Linked DNA regions of Mus musculus: regions 1 and 2 are each linked to region 3. A link is a contact called in public Hi-C data. All regions are on one chromosome and are shown on one strand. The core of a region is the stretch at or near the end of the contact, and the rest is flanking DNA. Distances in the headings are between cores, read along the strand shown.

What was found. Hi-C and Micro-C count contacts between places; a contact is called where the count stands out from the background.
Region 1: a Hi-C map of myocytes shows a contact between it and region 3, with 5 times the contacts expected there. The contact joins two enhancer-like sites. A contact is called at or near these places in 1 of 39 promoter capture datasets (hippocampal neurons), 1 of 15 datasets of contacts at CTCF or cohesin (large pre-B cells), 6 of 484 Hi-C or Micro-C datasets (the 3T3-L1 cell line, 3T3-L1-derived adipocytes, CD8 T cells and 2 more) and 2 of 115 datasets of contacts at active chromatin or transcription factors (bone marrow-derived macrophages and fibro-adipogenic progenitors).
Region 2: a Hi-C map of myocytes shows a contact between it and region 3, with 2.7 times the contacts expected there. The contact joins two enhancer-like sites. A contact is called at or near these places in 3 of 484 Hi-C or Micro-C datasets (myocytes, nephron progenitors and uterus).

What each region holds. Positions count from the first base shown.
Region 1 is chr4:95,860,023-95,862,722 of GRCm38.p6, reverse strand. The region is part of intron 14 of Fggy (FGGY carbohydrate kinase domain containing); the gene reads right to left. Among named protein-coding and RNA genes, the nearest start is that of Hook1, 110 kb to the left of the region's middle. Within about 2 kb of position 1,407, at least 36 of the 459 cell types and tissues checked have an H3K27ac peak or open chromatin away from gene starts, as enhancers often do. A contact at or near this core is called in muscle stem cells and myocytes, where this site is marked.
Region 2 is chr4:95,461,764-95,464,463 of GRCm38.p6, reverse strand. No RefSeq gene overlaps it. Among named protein-coding and RNA genes, the nearest start is that of Gm12707, 22 kb to the left of the region's middle. Within about 2 kb of position 1,318, at least 22 of the 459 cell types and tissues checked have an H3K27ac peak or open chromatin away from gene starts, as enhancers often do. A contact at or near this core is called in myocytes, where this site is marked.
Region 3 is chr4:95,662,533-95,665,262 of GRCm38.p6, reverse strand. The region is part of intron 5 of Fggy (FGGY carbohydrate kinase domain containing); the gene reads right to left. Among named protein-coding and RNA genes, the nearest start is that of Fggy, 110 kb to the right of the region's middle. Within about 2 kb of position 1,407, at least 12 of the 459 cell types and tissues checked have an H3K27ac peak or open chromatin away from gene starts, as enhancers often do. A contact at or near this core is called in muscle stem cells and myocytes, where this site is marked.

The sequences.
Region 1 (2,700 bases), core at 158-2,657, 200 kb before region 3:
CACTTCACCTTGTTAATTTGGGGGTGGGGTATAATCAGTTCTAAACTTTTGTTTGCTTTCTTAAACAGGAGGCTGCTCTACCAGCCCCAATGCCAGTGGGCTGTGCTCCTTACAGACCCAGTGTTCTCTCCAGTATTGCGGGCTTGGAATCCTTCCCCAGACTAAACTCGTCTGACATCATTCTGTCACTCTCACTGGCACCTCTACAAATCGTCATACTGCTCTCCCGCCTGGTCTAAAATGAACGTGTTCGTTTACCCTCCAATGCCCACTCACTGTGGAAGCCATGCTTTGAGGTCCTACTTCTGTCCATGACTGGCAGGCCAGCCAATCACGCAATGGTCCACTCTGGTTTCTGGTTATTGCTTTTAAATCTCACTCACTGTCAGATCCTTGATGGTAGGAACCTGGCTGGGATTTCTTTCTTTTTTAAATTTTAACCTAAATTCTACTTGGCATGCTCTCATGCTTGGCTCTCTTCAGGAGAAAGAACATGGAATTAGGGATAGAAACATTCCAACTTGTGTACAAAGTGTGAACTTGATTAAGTAATTTGTTTTCTCCTATCAGCCAGTCCAGGGGCAAAGGAACCGGTGGTATATAATACGGAGCGAGCAGAGCAGTGCTGGGTACGTGCTCTTGAGTGCAAACTGGCCAAGGGCCAGGCTCTAGGAGTAACTTGGTGGCACAGCATTTGCTTGGCACAAGGCTCTAGGTTTGATCCCAAGCATCACCAGCAGAACTTATCATACATGTAGAGAACTAACACTGAACACAGGCAGCTAACAGTTATCATCCACTCTGCATCTATCTGTCCTTTTCATTGAGGGATGACTCACGCCAGTGACTGTGCCAAATATTTTGAACATATCATCACTTAATCTCCTCAACCCCCACATGAGGTGTACACTCCAGAATCTCAGTCTTTGAAGTAAGGAAACAGGTTTGGAAAGGCCAGTGGATTTACCCAATACATAGTTATGAAATCTGAACCTGAGACTTGAGCTTAGTCTTGCATGATATCAGAATCTGTGCTCCTATTTACGGTCCTATTTATTGGGTGAATTATACTGTATAAAGTAAAAACAAAGAGGGGTTACTAGATGAGAAAAATAAAAAATTCCTCACTGGAAAGACACTTGATAAACTGTAATTCCAGGCTGGCAACCACTAATACTCTGAGCACTAAATGTATTCTTTAAAATTACAGATTAAAAACACTTAGAACATATAACATATCATCTCCAAATGAAAGTGGAACAGTAGCAGCTGTCCAGCCAGGGGGGAAAAAACCCACACATATCACTTACTGCAGTTTATAAAAGTTCAGAGCTCTGACATGAAGGCTGTAGTGTGTTTTCGCTTGAAGGATGCCAAGTTCAGGGACCTTCCTGTGGGCTTGTTTACTGACATCTGATACACTTCAGCATCTGCTCCCCTTCTTGATTGATGCGGTGCTTCACGTTAGCACTCCTCTCGTGCCAGACTGGTAAAGAGATTTAGTTCTTAGGCCCTACACTCCCCAGCCAGTAATGTCACTGTGCTAGAAAACTGGCTGAGGAAGCAACCAGCCAAAGTAGCATGCTATTCATCTACCAATCTGTAGGCTCAGTGACACCCCTGGAAACCCCACAAGTTTCTGTTATCATGCTGAGCTTTCAACCTGGTGAGACAAAATAAATTCTGTTTCTATAAAACACCCATGAAGAAACTGATTTCTAAGTTAGTTTGTAAAGAAATGGTAATTTTAAAAATTTGGTCCCAGGAAAAATGCCATCTCCTAAAAGTAGCTTGTGTTCTCAATGCCATGACCAAACACCACATGACCTGAAATGCTTTCCAGATCTGCATTCACGATGTAATGTTCCATCAAACTAATCCCCTTAATCCAGGTCAGAGACAAACTGCCACATCCCAAAGATGTTCCCTGGGGCTCTCACCAGGCCATGGCTGGAGTTTCAGTGTCTGCCAGTAACACTTCTCTAGTAAGTTTCTCTAGCCAGGCTCTCCCCACGTTTACATAGCCTGCTGTGGTACCTGAAGGCTTTGAGTATGAGGATGTAAGTACTTGGCGTGTGATTTTTATTCTAGTAGCATGTTTACTCACTTATTATAATCATCCTTAAGTGTCATACGGATACCAGCGACCTACAAATAAACAACTTGTTTCTTCTCTCTTAGCAAAACCACTAAGATCAGCATAAGTGGCTGCAGTGCTACCGCAGGGGAGGTAGTGACGCAGGATTAGCTCTGCTGCCTGCTCACCTGCCCCACCTGGTAAGAGTTACTGTTACCACAGCTGTAGGCTCAGCCCTGCCAGTCTTTCCAACAATGAGAAGAAATAGTGTCTTCCTTACTACTGACTGCAGGGACATCTGCTTTATTTCCAACCCCTAGCACAGCCATCTCTGAATAGGTATCTTCCACAGCATGGGGCATGAGGGATATATTAGTGTGTCTGAAGTCAGGCCACCTGAGTTTAAAACCTCGTTCTACTACTAACCTTCAAAAATCTTGTGCTTTAATTTCTTTCTATAAAGTAGAATAATATATGATCTATCTGGATGAGTTTGTCCGGAGTGTTGAATTAATGCAAAGAATAATAATATTAGTATTTTTCCTAGTAACAGGCAGTGTGCTCAATGGCTTTCATTCTCAGATTTGTACCAACTCAGTAAGGTTTGTTAAAAAGGAACTGAG
Region 2 (2,700 bases), core at 69-2,568, 200 kb after region 3:
CAACCTGATGCTAATTCTCTCTTTGCATGTGGATCCCAAAACTGTTAGTACTGACGGAGGATAATTTTAAGTTTGAGATCAGTTGTAGCCTGACACTGAGACTCTTTCTCAAAAAAGCAAAATAACATGTAGAATCTTGAAAAAGTAAATCTAAAACACTTTCCTTTTTAATGAAACTTTCTATGATATATTGGTTTATTACTTTAGTGTTAACTTTATTTGAATTACACCTTTGAAAATTGGAGCATAAAAGTGACAACTAATGACTTTGTTATTTTCCATTTAAAAAAGAGGAAGGGGGAGAGATGACTCCTGCTGAGGACATGCCCTGAGAAGGATATTTTCTCTAAGCTATTTCACCAAAATGCAAAGTTCAATATTTCTCTCTTTCCAAACTGAATTTTTATTAAAAGTATGAGATTCTAGGCTTTAGAGAGCGTGTACATGCCAGAGGAATATCTTCCCCAAATTGTGCCCAAGCTCACATACAACATGCAATCAATCTCACTGAACCCACTAACCTCACTATGGGATGTGCATCACTGCTTTTAGTTTTGCAGCTGATAAACTTCAAGGAGGCGGAATAACTTGCACATAGCTATTGTGTAGGGACTCAGCTGGCTCTTTCCTCTATACCTCTTATGCTTCGAGTCTGTAGACGGGGCTAACACCCAAGTGGCCTCAGTCAGATTCTTTCAGGATGTCACAACAGGCATTTGGGGTTGGGCCTGAGTGTAGCTCCTCCAGAAACAGCTGCACGTACAGGGTGGGGGGATTACTGGGGAGGCCACTGGGGAGGCCTGGAGGGTGGTGACCTGGTATCCAGGGAGGCAGGCAAAGCAGATTTCCAGAAAGTTTGGGCTGGGCAAGAGTAAGAGGTCCAGGCAGCTGTCCCAGGCACAAATTCCAGCAGATTTCCAAAGAGAAAGTTCAGTACCCAGGAATCTGTGAAGCCCAACGGCATGTAGCAAGGCAAACTAGAGAATCAACAGCTTATGAGCTGGGACTAAGCAGTTCAAATGCTCAGGGGTCATGGGTACGTTGATGCCTCAGGTGACTGAAACAGAGCCCTCCCCATGGAATAAGAGAGATGGAGTACCATGGTGGTTGAGAAGAAGATTTCTGAGGCCATCTGGGTTGTTGCCAACCGAAGCTGATGGATGTTAGCTGTGTGGCCTTGAAAAGTTACTTCAGTGTTCTGCATCCATCAAATGGAGATGCTGATGTGGACATGAGATAAGAGGAGGGGAACAGAACAACACTGGACTTCTCTCAGTGGTCTGAGCTGCAGGCACTCGTCATTATTGCTGTGGATGACGTTCATGTGGTGGTTAGAGGCCAAGGGCATAGAAATCACAGACAGCAAACCTTGGCACAGAGGCTATCTGTGCAAGGGATGCTATCAACATGCTTGGGTGGGTTATCTCATGCAAAGTGTGGTACAGGGAGTCTAAGAGGGAAAGTGCAAGAGTGAAATTAGAGTTGGAAGAATTTAATTGATATCTCTACCTACTATTCAAAATTGTGAAAATACAGTTGGCCATCCCTTATTCAAAATATATAGGCATAACATGTTTCAAATTATTTGGATTTTGTTATTCACCTGTTAGAAAATCTTAATCAACAAATCTATGATGCAGAAGTGCTCCACAATCTGCTTTGGGAGCACTCCAAACTTGGGATCTTTGGATTAGGGATGCTCAGACTGCAGCGACTGAGAGTTAACCAGGCCCTTCAAAACTGCCAGCTAAGATGTGGAGGACTTAACTCGGATGATCTCACTTGTTGACTATGAACTATGGGCAAGTTGCCTGACCTCTGTGTATCTTCATTTCTCCATTTGTGAAAAGAGGGAGGGAGTCTCACGTGTTTATTATGAGTTATGAAAGTGGATACAAGTATTCTACCCCTGGCCATGTAATTTTATTAAAATGTCTCTTGAATGACAAAGTCTGTGATAGAATCAGAGGCTGCCTGGTTACTTCAACTCGATTTTAGGCTAACAAGAAGGAAAAAGCTAGGGTGATTAAAATAGCATTATTTAAGTCCTCACACATTTTACCTTGTTTTAGGTAGGGCTTAGATTTTAATTAGGAGTTAGGCCTCTGCATCAAGAGAACCTTTAGAAGCAGCTTTGTCCGGCCACAGGTTATTGTGTCCCTCCTCTCCAGGGTTACCAGGAATGCTGAATATTTGCATGTTAGTGTTAACAAGCTTCTTGTTGGAGACCTGGTTTCTATGACACAATGAGAAAAAAACTAATTCCTACTCCCTAAGTTTATAGTGAGGCACAAGCAAGAAACTATAAAAAGACTCTGAAGGTGATATTTTCAGTCCCTAGGAAAGTCTACCTACAATGTTTGAGGAGCAAATAATTTATTGTGTTTTTGGCCATTTGCCAAGCTGTTTTCATGTTTTGGTGTGAATTAATCCCTTGTGAAGAGCCACATGAATGTTAGTTAGGCTACAGGCTAAGCAGCTGTATGAGACAGTCCCCTATTGAACTTATACAGGAGTGAAGTTCATAACTAACTGCTGAAGAGCATGCCACTTTTCAGGTGAGTAAGCTGAGACTTGACAGTTTAACTGATGGATGTACAATTTGGAGCTGAAAATCAATGACGTGTTTTAAGTGTTTTAATTCTAGTGTTTTAAGAGATAAAAATGCAGATACAGTACAATGGCAGTTTTGAGGACAGA
Region 3 (2,730 bases), core at 158-2,657:
CTGTACTAAGATGTGCTTTAGTTTGGAAGTAGGATGAGTGGCCATTCATCATGGGGAATATGAAGACCTGAAGCCCTAGAATGGAACTCCCGCTGGGAGTTCAACTATCATTACTAGCTCAGTTATCATGGGCAAGTTGTCTAATCATATGACCCTTAGTCCCTCTGACTATAAGGAATTGTGTGTGTGTGTGTGTGTGTGTGTGTGTGTGTGTGTGTGTGTGAGAGAGAGAGAGAGAGAGAGAGAGAATGCCCCTATGAGTGTGGTGTGATGCATATGTGCGTATGCAAGCCTGGAGTTGATATTAAGAGTCTACATCAGTTTCTCTGCACATTATTTTCTGTCTCACTGATCCTGAAGATCACTCACTTGGCTAAGCTAGCTGGCCAGGGAGCTCCAAAGATCCTCCTGTCTCTGCTCAACCCAGTGCTGGAACTGTGAGTATGCACTGGCATGCCCAGGATTTTACACAAGTTTGAAGGACCTGAACTTAGATCCTCAGCAAGCACTGTACTGACTGAGCCATCTCCCAAGCCCCACTTTTAAATAACATAATCTTAAATATAATAATGGCTAGGTGTATATTCCTCACCATCATAATAGAGTCCTGAGAAATTATTATAATTGGGAAACATTATCCAGCTTCTCTAGAGTCACCGCACAACAGATGGACACATAACTTAGGCAGAAGTTACCAGCGAATCCAATTACACTTGGCAAGTGTGACTACCCCACCCCCATCCACACACTGAGCAAACATCAAGAGGTGACTGCTGTTCCTCTCTTAGCAGAGACTGAATTTCCCTGTCCCTCCATTGTGCTCCTGACAGCAACTCACAACTCACTAGAACTAACTAATTTATCTGCCGTCCCATGTCCACAGCCAGCATCCCTTGTTAGAGATGAGTGAGCCAAAAGCCACTGGGGTTAATTAAGTGACTTACTAAGTAACCTTTCCAGCCCAAGAACAGAAACAGCCTCCCTCTCGTGCACTGTTATGTCCACCATGCACTCCACCTCTCAACTGCCCATCCATCCTAGCTAAGTCATGGAAGGTACTGTGACGGCCTTCTTTGCCTCCTCAGACTGCACAGAGGAGCTGCTGCTCTTAACAGATTGCTTGTGATGGAATCCTGACAGGCTCCCTCCTGTGACAGGTAAAGGCAGGAACTATGAATTGGCTCAAATGCTTTAATGGAATATGTAGAGCTTTCCATATCTCTGGCCCAGTTTTGCCCTTGTGAGCATAAGCAAAGGAAATTCTCCTAGTGCAGAAACTACATCCAGAGCAAAGCTAGAGCAAAGTGGATTGTGCCAGCCGAGGAAGGAAACACGAGGCAACTGACTGGCCCCTCAGCCATCTCCTGTCTTCATGAGTCATAAATGAATGGCACCTCTGCCACTGGTGCCACAGGCAGATTCTCTGCTGCCCGCAGGCATCTGCTTCTGTCAGCTGGGAAGAATCCCATAGAGCACTGGTTTCAACTGAATGTCTTTGGGGAGGGCAGGGCTAGTACCCAGCTGCTGTTAGCAGACAGGGAGGCGCCTTCTCACCTGCCCTGGGTACCCTCTATGGACCTGACTCTCCAGCTGTCCCTGTGGTTACAGACTTTCCTTGCCTGACTCACAATAGTAAATGTACCCTTCCTCCAAATGAAGAATTAAAAAAAACAACTTTGTTTATTGATATCTGACGGGGAGAGGTAGGGATAGGAGAAGAAGAAGAAGAAGAAGAAGAAGAAGAAGAAGAAGAAGAAGAAGAAGAAGAAGAAGAAGAAGAAGAAGAAGAAGAAGAAGAAGAAGAAGAAGAAGAAGAAGAAGAAGACGACGACGACGACGACGACGACGACGACGACGACGACGACGACGACGACTTAGTTGTATTGCAGGTGGTACCATCTGTTGCAAAATTTTTGTTTTTATCAATTACAAGTCTGGCAGTAAACGGAACTTTGAAAATAAATAAAAATCAGAAAAATAATCTCCAAGACTGTATATGCACTGCTTAGCCTGGCTAAGAGAGCTACAGCCATCATGGGGGGTTAAACCACAACCATGTACATCCACCCTTTCAACTAATAATCACCAGAGCTGACTAAGGATTTAAATGATTATCTATCTATCTATCTTTTTATTTATTTAGTGTGTGTATATGTAGTATGTTTGTGAATGCCTGTGCGCATATGTGCATGTATGTACCCATGTAAAGGCAAGGTGTCATTGTCTAATATTTTCCTCAATTCCTCCCTACTTTTTTTTTTTTAGATAGTGTCTAACGTTGTATCTGTAACTCACTGATTCAGAGAAGATAGCAGGCCAGCAAGCTCAAGAGCTCCTCTTGCCTCTACCTCCCCAGTGTGAGGATTATATGTGCCTACCACCATGCCTGGATTTTTACATGAGTATTGGAATCAGAATTTTGTTTTTATGCTTACACAGCAAGTGCAGTTTACAAACTAAGGCATCTCCTGGCTTCCAACTAAAGTTTTAGCCATATTTCTAGGCACTGGAGAGAAAATACTAAGGCTATTGACTTCAAGAAGCCAAGACGATATTTGAAGGGTTCATATCTTCTCCCTCAATAAAATCAAGGAATTAAACAATGTGTTTCTGGAGAGTAGCAAACATCATAAGATGATGAACATGCTGATATATAGGCAGAACATGCTGATATATAGACTGAACATGCTGATATATAGACTGAACATGCTGATATATAGGCAGAGGCTC